2 separate regions of the Drosophila melanogaster genome follow, and region 2 is linked to region 1. A link is a contact called in public targeted proximity ligation data. All regions are on one chromosome and are shown on one strand. The core of a region is the stretch at or near the end of the contact, and the rest is flanking DNA. Distances in the headings are between cores, read along the strand shown. Region 1 holds the start of lncRNA:CR43410 (long non-coding RNA:CR43410). Region 2 holds the start of CG43376.

Evidence for each region.
Region 2: a contact with region 1 is called in a targeted proximity ligation map of the Kc167 cell line, with 3 times the contacts expected there. A contact is called at or near these places in 4 of 107 Hi-C or Micro-C datasets (the Clone 8 cell line, the D17-c3 cell line, the Kc167 cell line and 1 more) and 3 of 7 datasets of targeted methods (the Kc167 cell line and the S2 cell line).

The regions. Positions count from the first base shown.
Region 1 is chr2L:13,631,614-13,634,714 of dm6, forward strand. It overlaps lncRNA:CR43410 (long non-coding RNA:CR43410), which reads right to left and starts at 1,553. Exons shown (of 1, transcript NR_047950.1): 1 at 1,063-1,553. It overlaps kuz (kuzbanian), which reads left to right. Exons shown (of 13, transcript NM_165047.3): 7 at 1,781-1,927; 8 at 2,406-2,566; 9 at 2,626-2,860; 10 at 2,931-3,101.
Region 2 is chr2L:13,772,081-13,775,259 of dm6, forward strand. CG43376 reads left to right here and starts at 1,917. Exons shown (of 2, transcript NM_001259095.2): 1 at 1,917-2,024; 2 at 2,081-2,275. The coding sequence starts at 1,953. The coding sequence ends at 2,230. TM9SF4 (Transmembrane 9 superfamily protein member 4) reads left to right here. Exons shown (of 7, transcript NM_001298978.1): 3 at 1-491; 4 at 561-788; 5 at 853-1,036; 6 at 1,104-1,242; 7 at 1,303-1,825. The coding sequence ends at 1,403. CG9008 reads right to left here. Exons shown (of 6, transcript NM_165055.3): 6 at 2,260-3,179. The coding sequence ends at 3,151.

The DNA.
Region 1 (3,101 bases), core at 303-2,802:
TGATATTACATTCCATTTTCAAAGAAATGTATAAACAAAAAATTGTCTGGTGCCCTACACCATTATTTGTGGGCTCCGTTGTTCGTTCATTCGTGTTAATTCATAGAATACATGTCTGTGAGAACGGGGATATTGGATAATCAATACATGTACCTCACGAATTTTACTACAAAATGAAAATATTTGTTTTACAGATTTTTGGTTTTTTGCTCAATTAAATGAAATTTAACTGCAAAATTTTAGAATTCGTTTAACATGTAAACTAATCTATATTAAATCTCTAAACATGTATTCCAACTTTATTAGCATTTTTCGGTAAAACAGCATATCATAACTTTAAGAAAACATTGGTGCAATCGTGAATTTGTTTACTTACCACTTATTCAGCGGAATTTCACGCTCCATAAACTGCAGGAATCCTTTTGTCGCATTCCGCGGAGTTGCCTACTTTTTGGGGCATCTGCAGAGCGATTGGGGCTTAGCAATCATCCAATCAGCTGACCTCCTTCAGCGCGTACAGCGTATGCAATCAACCGTTATGGCCCGCAACGGTGCTCCACCACCCACCTATCGCCTCCACCACCCGCTCCAAGTCACACCCACCGCTCCCCGCATTTGGAGCCATTCTCTCGCCGCACTTTTATGTTTACGTTCATTTTTTCGCATTGTTCGCGTACAATGATGATGTCGACGTCAACATCCTCGTCAACGGAGTGCCAGCCCTATTTCCGTTTCCGCTCACGCCCACGTCCTTGCCTCCACCTCCTTCTCCTTCTCTTTGTCTTCGCTCTTACCTCTGCCCCTCTTTTTCTACTCCACGTGTGTTTATTTGCAATGAGTTTTGCATAATTCGCGCATTTGTTTCGCTCACTCTTCCTTCGCTTCCCTATGTATTATATATCCCGATTTTTGTCGCGCTTTGTTTTCAAATCCTTGCACGGGCATCATAAATTTGCCAAGCAGCTAACTATGAATACGTTTGGCACTAGAAAAAACTATTAATATAGAATATTTACACCTTATTCTAAACTAAGCCATTTGCATATTAAACTATAGTTTTCTACAAAATGTAGATATTTTTATTTGCAAGGGTATATGAACATCGGTTTAAAAAAAATTCGCATTTTCCATTTTCCATTCGCTTTTGCCTTTGTCTCTTGCGCCCCGCGGCATTTTGATTTTTGAGCCAAAATCGGTGGAGAGCTGTTGCAGGATCCGGATGTTTTGGGGAGTGCGCATAAAACCTTATAAACTTCAGCTGAAATATTCGACGGGCTTAGCTGAATTTGCATTTTTATACAAATATATTTGCGCAGCGTTGCTTGTTGGGTGGTAGAGTGTGGGAATAGGCATGGATTGGATTGGATGAGCGCCGGATGAAAGGGCCGTTTGAAGAGGTCCTTTTTGTTTGTCTGGCGTGGTGGGGGCTCACTACGCACTCGTTTACACGGATGTCAGCCGCATTTCTGCGCCATCTCCATCGCATTGCGGCTGTGGGACTACCGCTCCACGACCCAAAATAAGTCAAGTGATACCACATTAATTAAATCGGTCTACCTGTTCGGTTAACAAACAATCCCTTTTCAAACTGACAGTATTATAAAAGCATATCGAATTATTTATAAAGAAATTAGCAATGATTTTAAGATTTGGTTAACCCACCATTTTGAAATTTACACTTTAGGCTGATTTTAACAATTATATCTTTTGACTAGTAAACTTGTAAATTGGCGTTAATTTTTGTCAACACCATTTGACGTGCTCTCCTTTTTGTTTGCAGCACGATCGTGGACGCAAGTACGAGGTGGATGAGAAAACGCGCGAGGAAATCACATCGTTGATTGCACATCACGTGACGGCCGTTAATTACATTTACCGCAACACAAAGTTCGACGGACGCACCGAGCATCGCAACATACGCTTTGAGGTGAGTACACAAACGCCCACCCACACACACACGCACGCACGCACACACACACAGCGGGAATTCCGCGGACAAACAATGATGATGCGATAAGGACAAAGCGGCAGGACCCGCCTCACAGGATCCCCTGACCACATGCGGCCCTTGGTAGCTGGTTAAACCATGCGTAGACAGGAATTTAGTGGAGCGTATATTAAAGCACCATATGGGCTCCCCAGATTATGGTTCCTGTGTCGCCCGCGACTAATTGATTGTGTTAATTATAAAGCGTATCAATAAATTGTGGGTCAATTTGTCGCATTCGTGAAATTTTTCAATTGTAGAACTGCATCAAAACTTTATATTCATGTGTATATGTCCCCTGTCCCCCAAAGTATCAATAAATTGTGTGTAAATGCAAAGGGTTTTAGCTCAATTAGTGTAAATATTGTTTCAAAAACGAACTTTTGCGACTCTAAAAATCTATCCATTTCATTCCCAGGTGCAACGCATTAAGATCGATGACGATTCGGCCTGTCGCAATTCCTACAATGGTCCACACAATGCCTTTTGCAATGAACACATGGATGTCTCGAACTTTTTGAATCTGCATTCCCTAGAAGATCACTCGGACTTTTGTTTGGCTTACGTGTTCACCTACAGGTTGGTCATTGGCTTAGGCAGAATTTTCGGATTTATTTTATAATCTGCATCTTCTACAGAGATTTCACTGGCGGCACTTTGGGTCTGGCCTGGGTGGCCAGTGCGTCGGGAGCCTCTGGTGGAATTTGCGAGAAGTACAAGACGTACACGGAAACGGTGGGTGGACAGTACCAGAGCACCAAGCGATCACTCAACACGGGCATCATCACCTTTGTCAACTACAACAGCCGGGTGCCGCCGAAAGTGTCGCAGCTTACGTTGGCACACGAGATTGGCCACAACTTTGGATCACCTGTAAGTCTTTTAACTCTTGTGTTGCCCACAGTTGGTATATCTCTTTAACTTTAATATACTCCATCCACAGCACGATTACCCGCAGGAATGTCGTCCTGGTGGCCTAAATGGCAATTACATTATGTTCGCCAGTGCCACCTCCGGTGATAGGCCAAATAACTCCAAGTTCTCGCCCTGCTCCATTCGGAACATCTCCAATGTCCTTGACGTGCTGGTGGGCAACACGAAGCGCGACTGCTTC
Region 2 (3,179 bases), core at 667-3,166, 140 kb after region 1:
TGGGCCTCACGATGGGACATCTACCTTGGCATGCGCGATGTCCAGATCCATTGGTTCAGCATCATCAACTCGCTAGTGGTGGTCTTCTTCCTGTCTGGCATTCTCACTATGATTATGATTCGCACCCTGCGTCGAGACATTGCCCGCTACAATACGGATGACAATATTGAAGATACATTGGAGGAGACCGGTTGGAAGCTTGTGCATGGAGACGTATTCCGTCCGCCCAAGAATACTAGGCTGTTTTCCGCGATTATCGGCAGTGGCATTCAGATCTTCTTTATGGCCCTCATCACCATCTTCTTTGCCATGTTGGGCATGCTGTCGCCATCGTCGCGTGGCGCGCTCATGACCTCGGGCATTTTTATGTACGTTTTCATGGGCACTATTGCAGGATACTATGCTGCCCGTCTCTACAAAACAATGAAGGGTCGCGAGTGGAAGCGGGCCGCCTTTCTCACCGCTACTCTGTATCCAGGCATTGTCTTTGGGTAAGCTCCTTGCTCAGATATAATATAATATAATATTTTAATATCTAATCTGTTTTGTTTTTGCCGCAGCACTGGATTCTTCTTGAACTTTTTTATTTGGGACAAGTCGTCTAGCGGTGCCGTTCCCTTTACCACCATGATCTCACTGCTGCTGCTATGGTTTGGCATCTCTGTGCCCCTGGTCTACCTGGGCTTTTATTTGGGATACCGCAAGCAACCCTACCAGCATCCAGTGCGAACCAATATGATTCCGCGACAAGTGCCCACACAGCACTGGTACATGAATGCGGTTTTAAGGTGAGCAGACCTTTTTAAACGAGTCTCACTTTGCTAATCAAACCTTCCATGCGCATTTTTCCAGCACTCTGATGGCGGGCATCTTGCCCTTTGGCGCCGTCTTCATTGAACTCTTCTTTGTGTTCACGGCCATCTGGCAGAATCAGTTCTACTACCTGTTTGGCTTTCTATTCTTGGTGTTTTGCATCTTAGTCGTAAGCTGTGCCCAGATCTCTATAGTAATGACTTATTTCCAGCTCTGCGGTGAGGTAAGCTGATATAGTGAGCACTTAAAAAAGGTGATGGTTAATCACTTATTTATTTCTTTTCATGCAGGACTACCGCTGGTGGTGGCGCAGTTTTGTTGTGTCTGGCGGCTCGGCTGTTTATGTACTTTTTTATAGCATCTTCTACTTTTTCACAAAGCTGGAGATCACAGAGTTCATACCGACGCTGCTCTACCTGGGCTATACGGGTATGCTTGTGCAAAACCTCGCATATTCCAATAGATTTAACCATCCAATTTAACACCCAGGTCTTATGGTGCTCACATTTTGGCTGCTAACTGGCTCGATTGGCTTCTTCGCCGCCTACGTTTTCATTCTAAGAATCTACGGAGCTGTGAAGATCGACTAAGCTGTGTCACCCACTCGTCACGCTGTACACCAAACTATCCTTGCAATATCATTCGATCATAAATATATTTATAGAGCAACTGAACCCAGTCTCGTCCAGCTGCAGAAATCAATATAAACAAAACGGAAACTAAGCGAAAACTCGACGACTCAGCCATGTGAGCTAACTTCCCCTTCTTGTCCCCAGCTGCAGAAAGTCACCCACTAAGTAACCATTTACTAAGTCAAAACGCTAAATTCAGCAAGTACGTTTTGGAACCCCGGAAGTGACTCGATTTGCAGGAGCGTGAGCGTTGCGTTTTAGAATCAATCTAGAAATGCCTAATTTATATATGTATGTAAAGAATCTAATCTAAGCAACTGATATAAAACAAACAAAAATCAAATAAACTAAGCTTAATGTACGACACACCGCCGGTGAGTGTAAGTTTCTTAGCAGGAATCCAACTTGTCGCTTCTGTTCGTGTTTTATGAACTCGGAAACTTGAAGTTTTTAGCTCAGTTGCATTTCTACTTCGCTGCAAGCTAGTTCAACAAACCATATCTAAAAATGTTTCGCTTGCTTTTGGCATTAATTTGTGCATTTTCTTTGCCATATTTCCTAAGTACGGGAAGTCGAGAAGTAAGACTGACCTTTTTAAAAAGTCTGAGGCTAACGATATATGTATAATCCCCCAGGCTTGGAGAAAGACAGTGAAGGGTCGAGTGATGTCCAACGTCAGCATGACACTCTACTGGTGGATCCAGCAACACTTCCCGTATGAATTGGTAAAGAACGAGGACGAATGGGATGCAATTGGCGGCGATGTGTACGAGAGGCCAGAATAGTTTGAATATCATAAAAAGGCCGAATATATACTGTGAAATATTTGTAATCTGCAAAGTTTCAAGTACATCCTTTTGATTTTAAAGTTACAATTACATTGATTATTTAATTAATTGGTACATATAATTGCTTTTAGTATATTACACATATTAGCTTTAAAACATTATGTAAGTTATCTATATTCAATCGTATACAACTTCTTGATTGGGTGCTGACCAGAGCTAGTAGTGCCCATTGCTCATAACATTATTTCGCGTATTTTTGCTGAGTGTAGGTAAGATTCCGAAGCAAAAAGTGAGGTCATCACAATGGACGCAGATATCTTGTATGGTAACCAAGATTTAATGCTACTTTTTAGGGGATCGTTCCATTATTTTAAGATCCAGCTCTTTCACTTCCTAATCCGTAAAACTTAATGTAACTACTATCAATGCACAATTTCCTTTAAGTAGGCACAAACTAAGGATGATAAACAAAGTTAAGTGTACTATTCATTATCATTTTCTGCACAACACATTGCTAGATTACTTAAGAGATAGATTAGAGTCTAGAGACCGTGCGGGAACAACCCTCCTTCTGTTCATCCTGATTCTCCGCCAGCTACTCCGGACGCAGATGCTCATCTGTGGAAAAGTGCGCTTTGACATGGTTGCGAATCGGTTTACCTCATCGGGTTCCGATTCTTTAAACGCTAGCGATTCCGCTTGGTCTTGCGACTCACATTGCCCTCGATGATAATCTGATAGCATGCAAAGTAAAGAATTTGAATTGGAATATGGTGGTGTCTTGATCGACTCTAGTCGTATTGTAAGAAGTTGGTTAGATAGTTTTTCTTCCTGCAGCTGGATGGGTCTATGGTATAGGGACACTTGAATTGCTGGGTGTGGGAACAGGTGTGGTTGTTAGGATGGGTTAGATGGGGTTACTCCAGCACCGGCTGCTCTACCTGAA